Linked DNA regions of Mus musculus: region 2 is linked to region 1. The links are chromatin contacts, called in public HiChIP or PLAC-seq maps. All regions are on one chromosome and are shown on one strand. The core of a region is the stretch at or near the end of the contact, and the rest is flanking DNA. Distances in the headings are between cores, read along the strand shown.

The links. HiChIP or PLAC-seq counts read pairs in DNA pulled down with a chosen protein or histone mark.
Region 2: a contact with region 1 is called in an H3K27ac HiChIP or PLAC-seq map of VIP interneurons, with 6 times the contacts expected there. The contact joins two enhancer-like sites. A contact is called at or near these places in 8 of 484 Hi-C or Micro-C datasets (the N1E-115 cell line, cerebral cortex, cortical neurons and 5 more) and 10 of 115 datasets of contacts at active chromatin or transcription factors (VIP interneurons, embryonic basal ganglia, embryonic forebrain and 7 more).

What each region holds. Positions count from the first base shown.
Region 1 is chr6:28,584,966-28,591,360 of GRCm38.p6, forward strand. All of the region lies in intron 10 of Snd1 (staphylococcal nuclease and tudor domain containing 1), which reads left to right. Among named protein-coding and RNA genes, the nearest start is that of Snd1, 110 kb to the left of the region's middle. Within about 2 kb of position 4,021, at least 43 of the 459 cell types and tissues checked have an H3K27ac peak or open chromatin away from gene starts, as enhancers often do. A contact at or near this core is called in VIP interneurons, where this site is marked.
Region 2 is chr6:28,811,858-28,818,205 of GRCm38.p6, forward strand. All of the region lies in intron 16 of Snd1 (staphylococcal nuclease and tudor domain containing 1), which reads left to right. Among named protein-coding and RNA genes, the nearest start is that of Lrrc4, 17 kb to the right of the region's middle. Within about 2 kb of position 1,449, at least 14 of the 459 cell types and tissues checked have an H3K27ac peak or open chromatin away from gene starts, as enhancers often do. A contact at or near this core is called in VIP interneurons, where this site is marked.

The DNA of each region.
Region 1 (6,395 bases), core at 2,771-5,270:
GCACAGTGCGGCAAGTGAAAGAAAACCTGCTCTGGAGGACTTCCTGTGAGAGTTGTCTGGGCAAGTGACTGTCCTCTGCGCGCTGACGAGGCTTCTCTAGTAGGCTATACTTTACGTTTCTCTTTGAGCTTCTGGAAAAAAGTGTTTCTTACACTGTTTAGTTAAGAACTTCATTGTAAATTGAGAGGTTTTCAGAGAGGTTTTCTTTCTATGGATTAATTATATATAAATAATTACTTATATTAGACATTGAAGAAATTTCAAAATTACCCATTTGAATCTAATGAATCCTTGGCTTCCTACCATTAAGTAACTATTTTTTGGGGGTGCGGGTGGGGGGAGAGATAGAAATAACTACCACGAGAAGAAAATTGAGACTAGTAACATTTTTTAGGGATGCAAATCTGTTTTTAATGTGACCTATTATACCATTGCATTCTCTGATCTGCCTCTGGAGTTTCTCTTCTGATGTCTTATTCTAGTTGATGTTTTTGAAGGAATTCTTGCTCCGGGTGTATGGCTGGTTGGAAAGGGGGAAGAAGAGAGGACCAGGAGTCTTTGCTTACCGTATGAGAACTGGTGCCCTTTATCAGCAGCATTTTCCAAATGATGAGCACATTGAGCATTCTGTCAGCCCCATGGAAAGCTGAAAAGTGGCTGTGGATTGTTTAGTCAGTGCTGTTGCTTAAAAAACTAAACCAGGTATCTGTCACTGTCCTGTCATTCTACTCATTTTGGTTGCCTACAGTTAAAACCCATAAAAATACTACCTGAAGCTAAACTGGGATGTGCTCCAATTTCACATAGATGTAGAGAATGTTTAAAAAAAAAATTCTGAAATCTTAGTCTGCTCCTTCGTCAGAGAACAGGAGCTGTGCACTGTCCACTGTGGCTGTCGGTCCCGTGTTTAGAATGCAGTGGGAAGCATTCTTCTGATGTTTGCAGCTCTGCTACCATTTAGGTATAGGCTGGCTCCTAAATAATTTCAGGTGGCAGACTGGTAAAAGTCATGTCATAGAGCTATGTAATGCTGTCATTTTAATCCAGGACAATTCTCCTGCTATAAAGTAATGGATGTGTGCTGAGTCCTAACAATCATCTAGTCCAAGTCATTCAAATTAACCATGATTTGTTTTTCCAATTATTTCTATTAATAGGAACTGAATATTCATTGATTTATTGACATTTGCCAGCAAATGATCGTTTTTGTTAAGCTTTCGTGGTGGGATTCCTAAGTGGATACATTCAATTTACCACCTCATTTTTTTGTAGCATCATCTTAAGCAGTGACAAAGATACTTTTCTCTACGTTCTGTCTCGGAAACATCAGTATTCTAGAAAAGTATAAATCAAGACCCACTGATACATTGTTAGGGTCTACTAAATCTGATTTCACATAATGATGCTGTTATCCATAGGTTAGCATGCAGTTCTGTACCTTGACCACTATGATTTTCATAGAGATAATCTTAAAGTTGCTGACTTTTTCTGCATTCATGAATTTTTAACAGTTCTTGGTTTCCTTTGCCGTAATTCCTATATAGTGTGTATTTCTGAGTTTCTTTTGTGTACACAAGTGTGGACGTATCTTAATAGTGTGATTTTGAGTTCTCTTCATCCTAACTCTGGGAGGAACTCTATGTACTTGCTGGGTCTGAGATGTTGCTGTATTGCAGATGCTGCCAATGGTTTCCTTTGGCCCCAGCCACCACCTTCAGTTTGCTGAGTGCAGAGGATACAGTAACAAAACCAAATGGAGTAGAACCTTGGCACATATAGCGCAGGCTGTGGTTGGTATCAACATTTCTTTTGATGTTAGTATATTTGACCTTTTGTTGAGTTGATCTTCAGAAATCCTGTCTTCTTGTTTCTTATTTTTATTTATGTATATAACAAAGGGATTTGTGATCAGAGGAAAAAATAATTTGTAAGTTGGTTTCAAATAATGTTTCCAGGACTGGTTTGTAAGATCAGATGTGAGTTTTTCAAATTGGAACCTTTCCTAATAGGCTCTTGGGAAATGTCTTAGCTAAATTGCAACAGTGACTGGTGAAGTCGATCGAGGTAAATTGCTCCCATTGCTGAGGGCTCAGAAACCAGGCTGTGGAAGCTAAAATTCCTGGGAAATCGGGCTGAACTCTTGCACATGGTTTCCCCTTTGGATGGAGAAGAAGGCTGGTGCCACTGTTGATGGATGAGAGGAGATCAAAACCTGTTTTTTTTGCAATGAATTGGCAGCATGCTCTTTGAGAAACTAAAGAGAAATTTATGAGAAGACTATTAGGATCAGCTGGGTGATTATTTTAATATCATCTACCAATTATGTCTAAGAACACACCCTGATGCCATTGGACTCTAGTGGTTTGTCTCTGAAAAGTAACACCCGGTGCACTTGAATTTCTACTTGACATTCTACTATTGATCGTCATGTTCTTTTTTTTTTTTTTTTTTTTTTTTTTTGTATTTTAAAAAGTCAGTCTGATGCTTGTGACTGGTTAGAACAGAGATTATCAAGTAAGTATTTATTTTGGGTATTCTGTTGACATTAGACATGTCTTGTGTCTTTGAGAAAGTCCCTTAAGCTTTGTGCCACATGGCAATAATAATACATCACAAAATTGTGTGGCAACATTAGGCCCTTTATAATTGGTAAAACTCAATACTAACATCTGTCTATTCATTTTTTTCAGTTTCTGGCAAGTGTAGACAGTACTGAATTAAGGAGCAAGCTTTAAATCCTTCAATTAAAGCTTTTGTGGCTGAGGCCTAGGGAGTGCTCCTGGTAGCTCTCTGTGACATGTGAAAATTCTTCCTTGGTAGAAGTTTTAGAAGCTGAAGTCTTTCATTTATCAAGAAGGATAAAGGATGCAGTGACTTCCTGAGCTGATGAGTATTGTGGGCCTGTTACATGTGTGGGCAGAATTATATAATTAATAGGTTTACAGCTCCTTTGGACTATTATAAGAGTGTATTTAAATCAGTCTTCTTTCCTTCTTTCTTCATCTGTAAACATTGGGATAGTTAATTATTTACCATTCATATTTTAATTTCCCTTGGATAAGCTTGATTCATATGGACAGAGAACCACAATTTGTGTTTAATGCCTGGTGTGGTCTGAATGTTTCCCCCAAAATTTATGTACTGACAGTTTAATCCCCCATGTACTTAAGAGGGGAGATTTTAGGTCACCAGAGTGGGGTGGATTGATACCCATAAATAATAAAAGGTGTTTGTTTCCCTGTTAGCCAGTTCTGTGCTCTCCTGCCACATGTGGGCAACAGAGTTCCTCCATTGTGGAGGATGTACCAACAAGGCACCACCTTGGCAGCAAAGGGTAGGCCTTCTCTAGATATCAAGCCCGCTGCAACATTGCTTGAAGGTAGACATGCAGCTTCCAAGGCTTTATAAATTATCCAGTCCTATGTGTTCTATCACAGAGCATTCCATCAGACTCAGGTGTAGCCAGAAAGTTAGGGTTTATGACAGACAGGTTGCTTGTGGTCTCTATGAATTCTCCCTTAGATATTATATTATTTAGTCCTGTTTTTGCTATCTCCCAGAATTGTTCTTGCCATGAATTTGGTGCAACTCAATATTTTCCTGTTTCCCCCTACCGTTCTGTCCCTGTCTAATTCAGGCTTAGTTCCTCCAGGCTCTGGTGCCTGTGTTCTGTGGTTTGTAAAGTGCTGTGTACTTTGATAGCCTCTATAAATAACAAAACAGAGCTCATGGCAACAACACTATTGCACAGTCATGTTTAGATAGAGTGTATGTTAGACTATGAGGGGAGAGAGATGTCTTTCTACAGTTTCTGCAATGCAAAACTGTCCTGGTCACATACTCATCTACACCGCTTCTGATTTTGCTCGATTATTATCTCTAGAATGTCTTATGCATAACGAAGGCTTGTTGCTGCTGCTCTCTTCTCTCATTTCCCTCCTCCTTTAACATAGTAGAAAGGCTCCTTCACAGTATGCTGAGGTTCTAGCCAGATGCTAGCATGCTGGGCGCCCAGCTTCCTGTCTTGGCTGTCTTTTTTTTTTTTTTTCTTTCAGTGGCTCACCACAGCTGCCTTCACATAGTTGGAAGATGTGAAGCTCAGAACTTGAAGCTATTTCTATTGGTCCTGTCAATAGAGTTTGATAAAATGCAAATGCCTGTAAAATGGTAGACTTCCAATTAAAAGGCTCCAGCAGGGAGTCTGTTTTGATAATGAAAGTGATTAAGAAGGCTCTATTTTTTTCCATTGGTATGAATGCTCAACTAAAATAGCTTGACTTTCTGTCTGTAATTGGACTCTGTTAATGAGGTTCTAATAACTCTTAGGGTCTAATAATGATTCTAGCATCATCTTCAGCGATCAATGCTAGGGACATGAAGAACATAATTTCTTGATGACAATGTCATATAAAGTCTTTAATGCCATCCGTTTCCATTTTTTTCTCTATCTAACAGGAATGAATGCTTATTTTCTTTAACTCTGAGATCTAGGTGAATCTTTGGTCTGTATAAAGCTAAGCATACTGTGGCTTAATGTCTGTTTGGAAAAACCTGCACCTTGTCATAAGCCTAGGAGCACCAATTTGGGCGTGTAAGTATTAGATGCAGAGTAACACACAGAATTAGTGCAGCTGAGGCACCATCTGAAATTCAATTTGAAGAGTGTTTAGTATGTACAGCCCCAGGGAACAGCTGCAAGCTAGTAGAAGCCTTTCTGGTGAAAGTAAGCTGGAGAAATGAATATGCTTCCTTCTCAACCCACATAATCCATAATCCACATAGAAGACTGTTAGGGATGGGTGCCATGGTTAGCTCACAGCACCTCATTAATAGACTGTCACCTTCCATCTTTCCTTATTAGAGTCAGTGTTTGTGGTCTCTGACTTCAATCAGTCTTCTGTCTTATCACTAGTTTTTTCTTGTTCACTGTTTATTCTTAAAGAACCATCTACGTTTCTTTATAAGAAACCAGCCTGCCTGTCTAGTAAGAAAGGATTACTAAGTGATGGCTATGCTGTGGATTTGCTTGGTGACAGAATGGTTATCAAGCCTGCTTTGTTATGTAGGTTCACCATCCTTTGTCATACAGCCTTATTGTAGCCATGTAAGTGGGAGCATTGAGGACGGTTTTCTGTGCTTGGCTTGGGTTTATGTGAGCCATTTTTTTTTCCTGGTTTCAAATGTATGTTGATGTTCATATTCTTTGTACCTCATTACAGAGGGGATATTGTAGCTTTTTGTTTGTTTGTTTGTTTTTTGTTTTTTGAGACAGGGTTTCTCTGCGTAGCCCTGGCTGTCCTGGAACTCACTTTGTAGACCAGGCTGGCCTCGAACTCAGAAATTCACCTGCCTCTGCCTCCCAAGTGCTGGAATGAAAGGTGTGCGCCACCACGCCCGGCTGATATTGTGGCTTTTAAAATAGATTTTGTGTGTTTGTGTGTGTGTGTGTGTGTGTGTGTGTGTGTGTGTGTGTGTATCAGGGCTACATTTACATGAGTGCCAGTGCCAGTTGAAATCAGGCCTGAGCTCGTCCTGGAGCTGGAGTTCTGGGAGGAGGAGAGCTCTCAGGAGTGCGTGCTGGGAACTGAATGCCTGTCCTTCACAGCAGTAGCTGTGCTCTTTAACTCCTTAGGCTTTTCATTCCGATATCAGAACCGCTCAGAGTAAAATCAGTTGGTGAACAAACTTAACATCCCAAGGCTGATCCCTGGAAAACATGTTGAAGGCCCTGGCAGCATGCATTGTGCTCTCAGCAATTCTGCTTTGCCAAGGGAAGCCAGAGATGGAGAAGCAGGAAACAGCACAGGCAGAAGTAAGAAGGAACCTGAACCACAATTGAGGAAAGGGAGAATCAAATCCCCTGAAAATTGTTCTGTGACCTCCACACAAGTGTGTCATAGTTTGTGCATATACCTTGCATGCACATGTGCGCGCGCACACACACACACAGTAGGCAAACAGACAAATGTCAGAATTAGAGTAGAACTTTACCTTTCTTGATCATCAAGTCTAAGGTCAGAACATAAGACAAAGATAGTAAATAGTGTTTACTCATCCCCCAAATGTATTTAGTGCCAGCTTTGCTCTAACTTTCCTTCGCATTATATGGGATCAGGAACAATGTACAATCTCTTTGAGTGAAATTGAGAAGGGATCAACTAGCCAGTAATATTTAATCCTCCCCGCCTGCTTTGTTCCCCAACCCCATCTTCCTACCTGAGAGAGTGAGTTATACAACCAAAAAGTTAAAACATGTATGGCAGGCCCTCTGTCTTCAGTCTTCTCAAGTGTTTCTAATGATTTGTCCCGGAAAAGGTAAATTCCCATGATTTACACAGGTATTAGCAGTTGAACTGAGGGTAGAGGATTCTGTTTGATTCCCTGAGTGGAAATGT
Region 2 (6,348 bases), core at 199-2,698, 220 kb after region 1:
TTGGAACACCATGCAGAGTTAAGCTATATTAAACATCAATTAAAATAGTGTAAAATAGCAACTGGGCAAAATCCATAAAGGTCAGAGTAGCTGTAAGCATGGAAGCGTGGATGTGCAGGGTTAGGACCTAGGTTGCCTACTGCCGTGGGGGATTCGTGTGGTCAGCTATTAGCTTCTGCAAGGGCCAGGATCATCAGGTTTGCTGGAGAGTGAACCGTGGAACCCATTAGCTTTCAGTTAGTGCTCAGAGAAGTTTCAGAGACCACTGCTAGCCAGCAAGAGAGGATATAAAAACAACCAGAGTCAAGGGATGCATTCTTTATCTGTGCTGTCCAGGACTGTGGCCACTGGGTATATGCAGATACTGAACTCGAGATACACATGCTCACACACACCCTCACCTCACCTGAGAAACGGAGAAAGGAGTCAGTGGCTAAATTAAATCAGCCTTGGCTTGCTTTGTGCCCACCTTCTCCTGACTGTCCCATTTACCAACTCTGACCTCCATGCTCTTCCCCGGTAAAGTGACTGTTGTGGGACTAAGTGACCTTTACACATTTAGACAAAAAAGAAAAGAAATCCAGAAAAAGACCTATGAAGCCCCGTGCCTCTGCACAGTGTCCCTATTCAAGTGTCAGCCTGCACTGAAAGCAGCCCTGGTCTCAGTCCCTCCCCGCCAAGAGGCTTCACCTGGGCTTCTTATCCCTGAAACACACTTCCAAGTTGTTGTCCAGCACCCAAATCTCCTGAGGCACGCTGGATGCCATTGTTGCCTCCTTTGTATGGAATACATCTACCCTCAAGAAAGTCGACAACAGCCAGAACCCCTAATGATGACTCTGGGTCATTCTCAGGTGTATCATTTTGGCTTGGGTCCATGAAGCAAGAGGGGTATAGAAGTTACCTTGGGAAGTCAGGTCTCAGATGCTGACTCAGTGGCTATTAGCCAGTCCCCCTCCACCTAGCAGTAGAAAGTCACTGCTCCAGAGATTGTCCTCGGCCGCCCAGAGCCCCTGTGGAGCTGCCAACACTGCACAGCTCACAAAGGGCCCTGTAGCATCTCTAATTGAGGAGCTGGTGAGCGGCCGCCTTCAGTGGAGGTATTTTTAGCTACAGTGATACAGCCCCATCTTTTTGCAGGATGTTTTGTTTAGTTGTTTCCTTAAATGAAATAAATAAGTAAAATTGAAGACTGTACTACTTATACCCCAGTGCCAACACCCAAGAAGTTACGCCGCACCCCCTCACCATAGCCTATGTAATTAATTCTCCCTAAGACCCAGGTGCTGAGGCACAGTATTAGTCAGAATATTAGAGAGATATCACACACAGAGGCAAGAAAAGCTAGCAAAGAGAGGAGAAACAATGCAGTCTGGCCTAGTGTCTCCGTGCTGTGGGCTCTGCAAGCAGCGTGGGCAGCCGGGAACCACCCTCCTCTCGGGCTGCTCGGGCCTTTGATGCATCTGATGCATCAAGTGAGTGGGCTTCCTTCCACTCCTGAGCAGAAGGCGCCCTGTGCTGCATGAGATCCCATTCTCTGGTCTGCTGGGGCTTAGGGATGGGGACATGGGGTTGGGGTTTTGTTGTCGTTTGGTTTGGTTTGGTTTGGTTTTATGCTTTTATTTTCCTTGCCTTTGCCCTATCTGTGGCTTTGTCGTGCTTTCCTTGTCTTTTGGGTTGGTTTGGTTTTGGCGTCTATATTTATTTGTAAGAGGTTTTGGTTTGGTTTGCTGATAAAGAACTAGAGGATAAGCACAGCCCTTGCTTCAGACCCCGTGGCAGGATCCTGTATTGACCATGGCAGTCATTCGTCACCCTGGCAACACACATGGGTCGGGGAGGCACAGAAAAGCTACTAATGCTTGGAGACTTCATCAACCACAAGGTTTTTTGGTTTGAGGCTTTTTTCCCAAGTTCCCCAGGTGCATTAGCTGATACCTAGGGAAAGCTTTGTTAATTTTGGTAGGTGTGATAATAGCATTGTGGTTATGTAAGGAAATGACCGAGTATTTTTAGAGATGCATACTGAAGTATGTAAAGCTGAAGTGGCACCATGGCTAGGATAGACTTTAAAATGCTGAAGCAAAGAAAGCGGGGAGAGAGAACGATGAAGACTTTATTGGATCTCTATGATGGTTTATGGAGTACTCGTTAGTATTCTACTTTCAGTGGTCCAGATTTCTGTTTTCACAGTAGTTTTTGTATAATTAAAATATTTTTAAGATTTTTTTACCACCACTCCCCCTGCCAGGAATTCCTATATGCATCTAAGGTTAAGAACTACTGGCTTATTTGGAAATTAAATTCAGACCACCTTACCCTAGCTGATCATCTTAGACCTAACCTAGTTCATGACTTTGGATTTCTATCAGCATAAACTTGATCCCTCCAGCTCATAAACAGTGCACATCTGGGGACAGGATGGGCAGGCACAAAGAACAACCTAGTTCTGCCTCTAGACTAGAATTGAGGAGTAGCTCAGTAGACAGCTCTGTGTGTTCCCCACAACTCTTTAGGAGAGTTGCTGTACCTTGGAGCTGACCTGCCTTACCCCTTGCCAATGCTCCATCCTGAGAGCTTCTCTGGCCACACCAGGGGAATAATGGTGGTTGCAGCTATTCTGTGATCGTGATAGAAGAAAGTCCTCATTTCCTTGGAGCACTTTACCCACTGCTGGTGTGTCCTAAAATTTGTATCCAACCGTCATTCCCAGAAGTCCATCCACATTCTCTTCCTCCCCCACCCCTCCCTGTGTGTGTGTGTGTGTGTGTGTGTGTGTGTGTGTGTGTGTGCGCGCGCGCGCGCGCATGTGCCCCTTGTGTCCTCAACATTGTCCCAATTCCCAAGTGCTATTTTGTTCTGGCTGCTTAGTAGATGAGACCAATAGCAGCTGTGCAGCCAAATTAAATGGAGTTCTGGACGAAGGCTGGAGCTTCTATCCTACATTTGCACCATGGCCTTGATTAGGACCCTGGCTAAGCGCTTCTTCATTCAAAGGCAAGCTACTGACTAATCTTTATTCAGGGGGCTTTGTGACTTACACCTAAACATTAAGCTAATCTGTGTGTTGCTATAGGGTCCTAAGAGGGGGTGAGACTACAGGCGATCTAGGTCACTTATCAGACTAGAATAAATACAGTTTTACCAGAGTATTTACTGAGAGCATTGCTGCCAAGCTCCCAGCTCCTAGGGCAGTCCTTTTAGCAGATGCCTGCCTGAGAAGTGTTGAGGTCATCTACCCACCCTGTGCCTGTGCCAAAGGACTGGGGCATCTCTGGCTCCCTACAGGGTTGAAAGACAATCTTGGCCCTAACAATATACTCATATTGTCTGTGTTCACAATCCAAACTGGGTGAATTTTCTCCTGTCCTCTCCTTAAGTACACTACAATGGATACTCTGCAAGCCCATTATATACCTTGCACTTCGTTTCTCCATGAAACTCTTTGAGCAGATGGAGGCTGAGATTTCTCCTGCTTCTGGCTTGCTCTAAGCACACATCTCCGCCATGCATACCCCCTAGCCCTGCCTGCTGTCATCCCGCCCAGCCTAGCCATCTCAGATGTGCTGAATAACCTCAAGGGCAGGATCAAGTCTTTATTGTTCTCTTGCACTTGACCTGCCCCAGGTCACAGAACAGGGTTCACAAAAGCATGCAAACAAATAAATAGGCCAGGTGTGCTAGTTAGTTCTTGTCAACCTGACACAAACCTAAACATATCTCGGAAGAAGGAATCTCAGATGAGGAATTGCCACATCAGACTGTCTTGTGGATACATCTGTGGGACATTTTCTTAATTACAGATTAATGTAGAAAGGCCTGGTGTACTGTGAGCAGTGCAATCCATGGGCAGGTGGTCCTGGATTACATAAGGAAACTTGCTGAGCACATAGTAGGGAACATTTCAGGCAGCGGCATTCTTCCATGGTCTCTACTCCAGTTCTTGCTTCCACGTCCCTGCCTTCTGCTCCTGCCCTGGCTTGCTCGAGGACGCACTGTGACTTGAAAGTGTGAGCAGATGAACCCTTTCCTCCCCTGGTTTCTTTTGGGTCGTGGTGTTTTATCACAGCAACAGGAAAGCAAACTAGAACCAAGGAAGGGCTAAGGCCAGGAGTGCAGTTGCCTTGAGCCAGAAGCCTCACTTAAAAACTGGTCCATCTTTTACTTGGGCCTGTGAACCTAAACCATAGGGCAATCTGGAGTTGCCCTGTGTTCACCAAGAAAGGACCCTGTTCACTGACTAGGAAGCTTGCCTCGTGTGACAGACAGTTACAGAGAAGGGAGGGATTCGGTTCTCCTGCTCTGGAATAGAGGATTGTCTGAGTCAGCTCCTCCCGTTTGTTTGCCTGGGCCTGGCTATCTTTCCTCCCTCGACTTGGCCTCAGAAGAAGGTGCTACATTTGTAGATGGGGGCTCCCTTGTTTCCTAGGACAGTCATTGACTCCTGTTGAACCTGAAGGAAGGCTCTAAGCAATAGCTCATGCTTCTGTAACCAGTAGCAAGGCTCATTTGGCTATCAGTCTGACCAGTCTTCTCCTGGCCTTCTCCAATGTAGAGCAGAGCTTTCTAATCTCCTGGATGATTTCATAATAATGAAGTCCCTCTCGCCAGCCCTAAGATAGCAATGTGACCTAAAGCTTAAATGCTAGTTTTGTTTAATATATAGCAAAGGTAGATTAAAGGAAAGTAGAGAAAACTCCTGAAGAGAGAAGTACCTAGACACTGGTACCTAATGATTCCCCAGTGCAGCTAATGCGCACCTAAGAGGAAGCCCAGCCTCAGGGGTCTTCAGTAGAAGGAGCCAAACAGTGCCTCCTTCCCTCAACAAGCCTACTGTGGCTCCCTCCACACAAGAGAGCATCGCACCCCTGTATCCCCTCTCTGAGACAGGTCCCTCACATGGTGTAGTTAGCAGCGTGGCAGATAGAAACCAGCATACCCAGTGCCCACTGCTTAACCTTGAACACAAAAGCACAGAGGAGATAGATGTAGCTATAGACAAGAGCTTAATTTTGTTTTCAGAGATACTGATAAGGAAGAATAATCCAGAGGTGACTCTATAATCCCCGGAATGACAGTTTTAAATTCTAGCTTAAGGAAAGCGTCTCTGTCTCCAACCCTAGTTCCTGAGCCTCACATCCTGCTCTTCAGGAGCAGAGGAACCTGGCATAGCAGTGAGAGACAGGGAAGGCCAGGCACTGTGAAATTCCAGACAGCTTCCTACCCTCTTTCTGTATCTTGTCAGATTTCAAGCTTTAAGTCCGTATTTGTGCTCTGCCTACTTGGCTGGCTGTGCTTGCACTTGAGCGGCTTGTTTGCCTGGACAGGTCCAAGCTGTCTGAGCCGTCAGCAGCTGCACCTCCTCCCTCGTGCCTTCTGTCTGAGCCAACCTTGATTCACAGCAGTGCAGATGGCCCAAGCCATACCCGGAGACGTCTGCCACTCCTATCCCTTCTCCTGCCCTGTTTTCCTGAGATGAGGGGGCAGCCCGAACCAGATTTGCCTACAGGTCAACCTGGGCCGAAACGGAGACAGCACATGGTTAGTTCATGTTCTTTAGCACATTAAGCTTCCTGTGTGATTTTAAAGACAAAAGGAACTGAGCCCAGGGGACAAGGACAAGGCAAGGCTCCCGTTCATACTGAGTAAGAAATGCTTTCCAGCTGGTATAAGCACTAACCTAGACTTGCAGGTAGCCTTAGTCACACCCACTCTGCTTCCTTAGCATTGGTTTGAGCTGCAAGAGAATCCAGAGAAAGGAAAGTATCAGAAATTCCTCCTCCTCCTCCTCCTCCTCCTCCTCCTCTTCTTCCTCTTCCTCCTCTTCCTCATCTTCTCTTTCTTCCTTTTCCAGTCATTACAGACTTTGGCAATTTTTCAAAGCACTGCTCATTTTCTCAGGATTCTCAATGTGTTAAAAGGTAGTAGTTGCATATTATTTAATCATTTAGATTCTCTGTACCTTATCCCCCTCTAACAGAAACTAAGTCACTATAACAAGCACGAGGAGGGTTGTGGCTGACTCTCCTTTTACAGAGGAAGAAATGTGGCAGCAACCTCAGGACAGCCCTCAACTTTTTCCCAGGGTAGCTCACTGCTAGCATCAGGACTGTTAACTACATAGGAGGCAGACCATAGTCTATCAGACTCTGCCTGAGTGACACCTCCCAGGCATCTCTTCAAACAGCCGACTGTAGGGAGGGAGGCCGTGGCAGCTGCTCTGCACTAGAGAACTCTTCTAGTCCCAGGCTGCTGGAGTAAGGAAGAACAGAACCCTCAAGCAAAACTCTCCTGTAGAGGAACATCAAGAAAAATATTTTCCACTCTGCACAATACATGGTGTGTTTG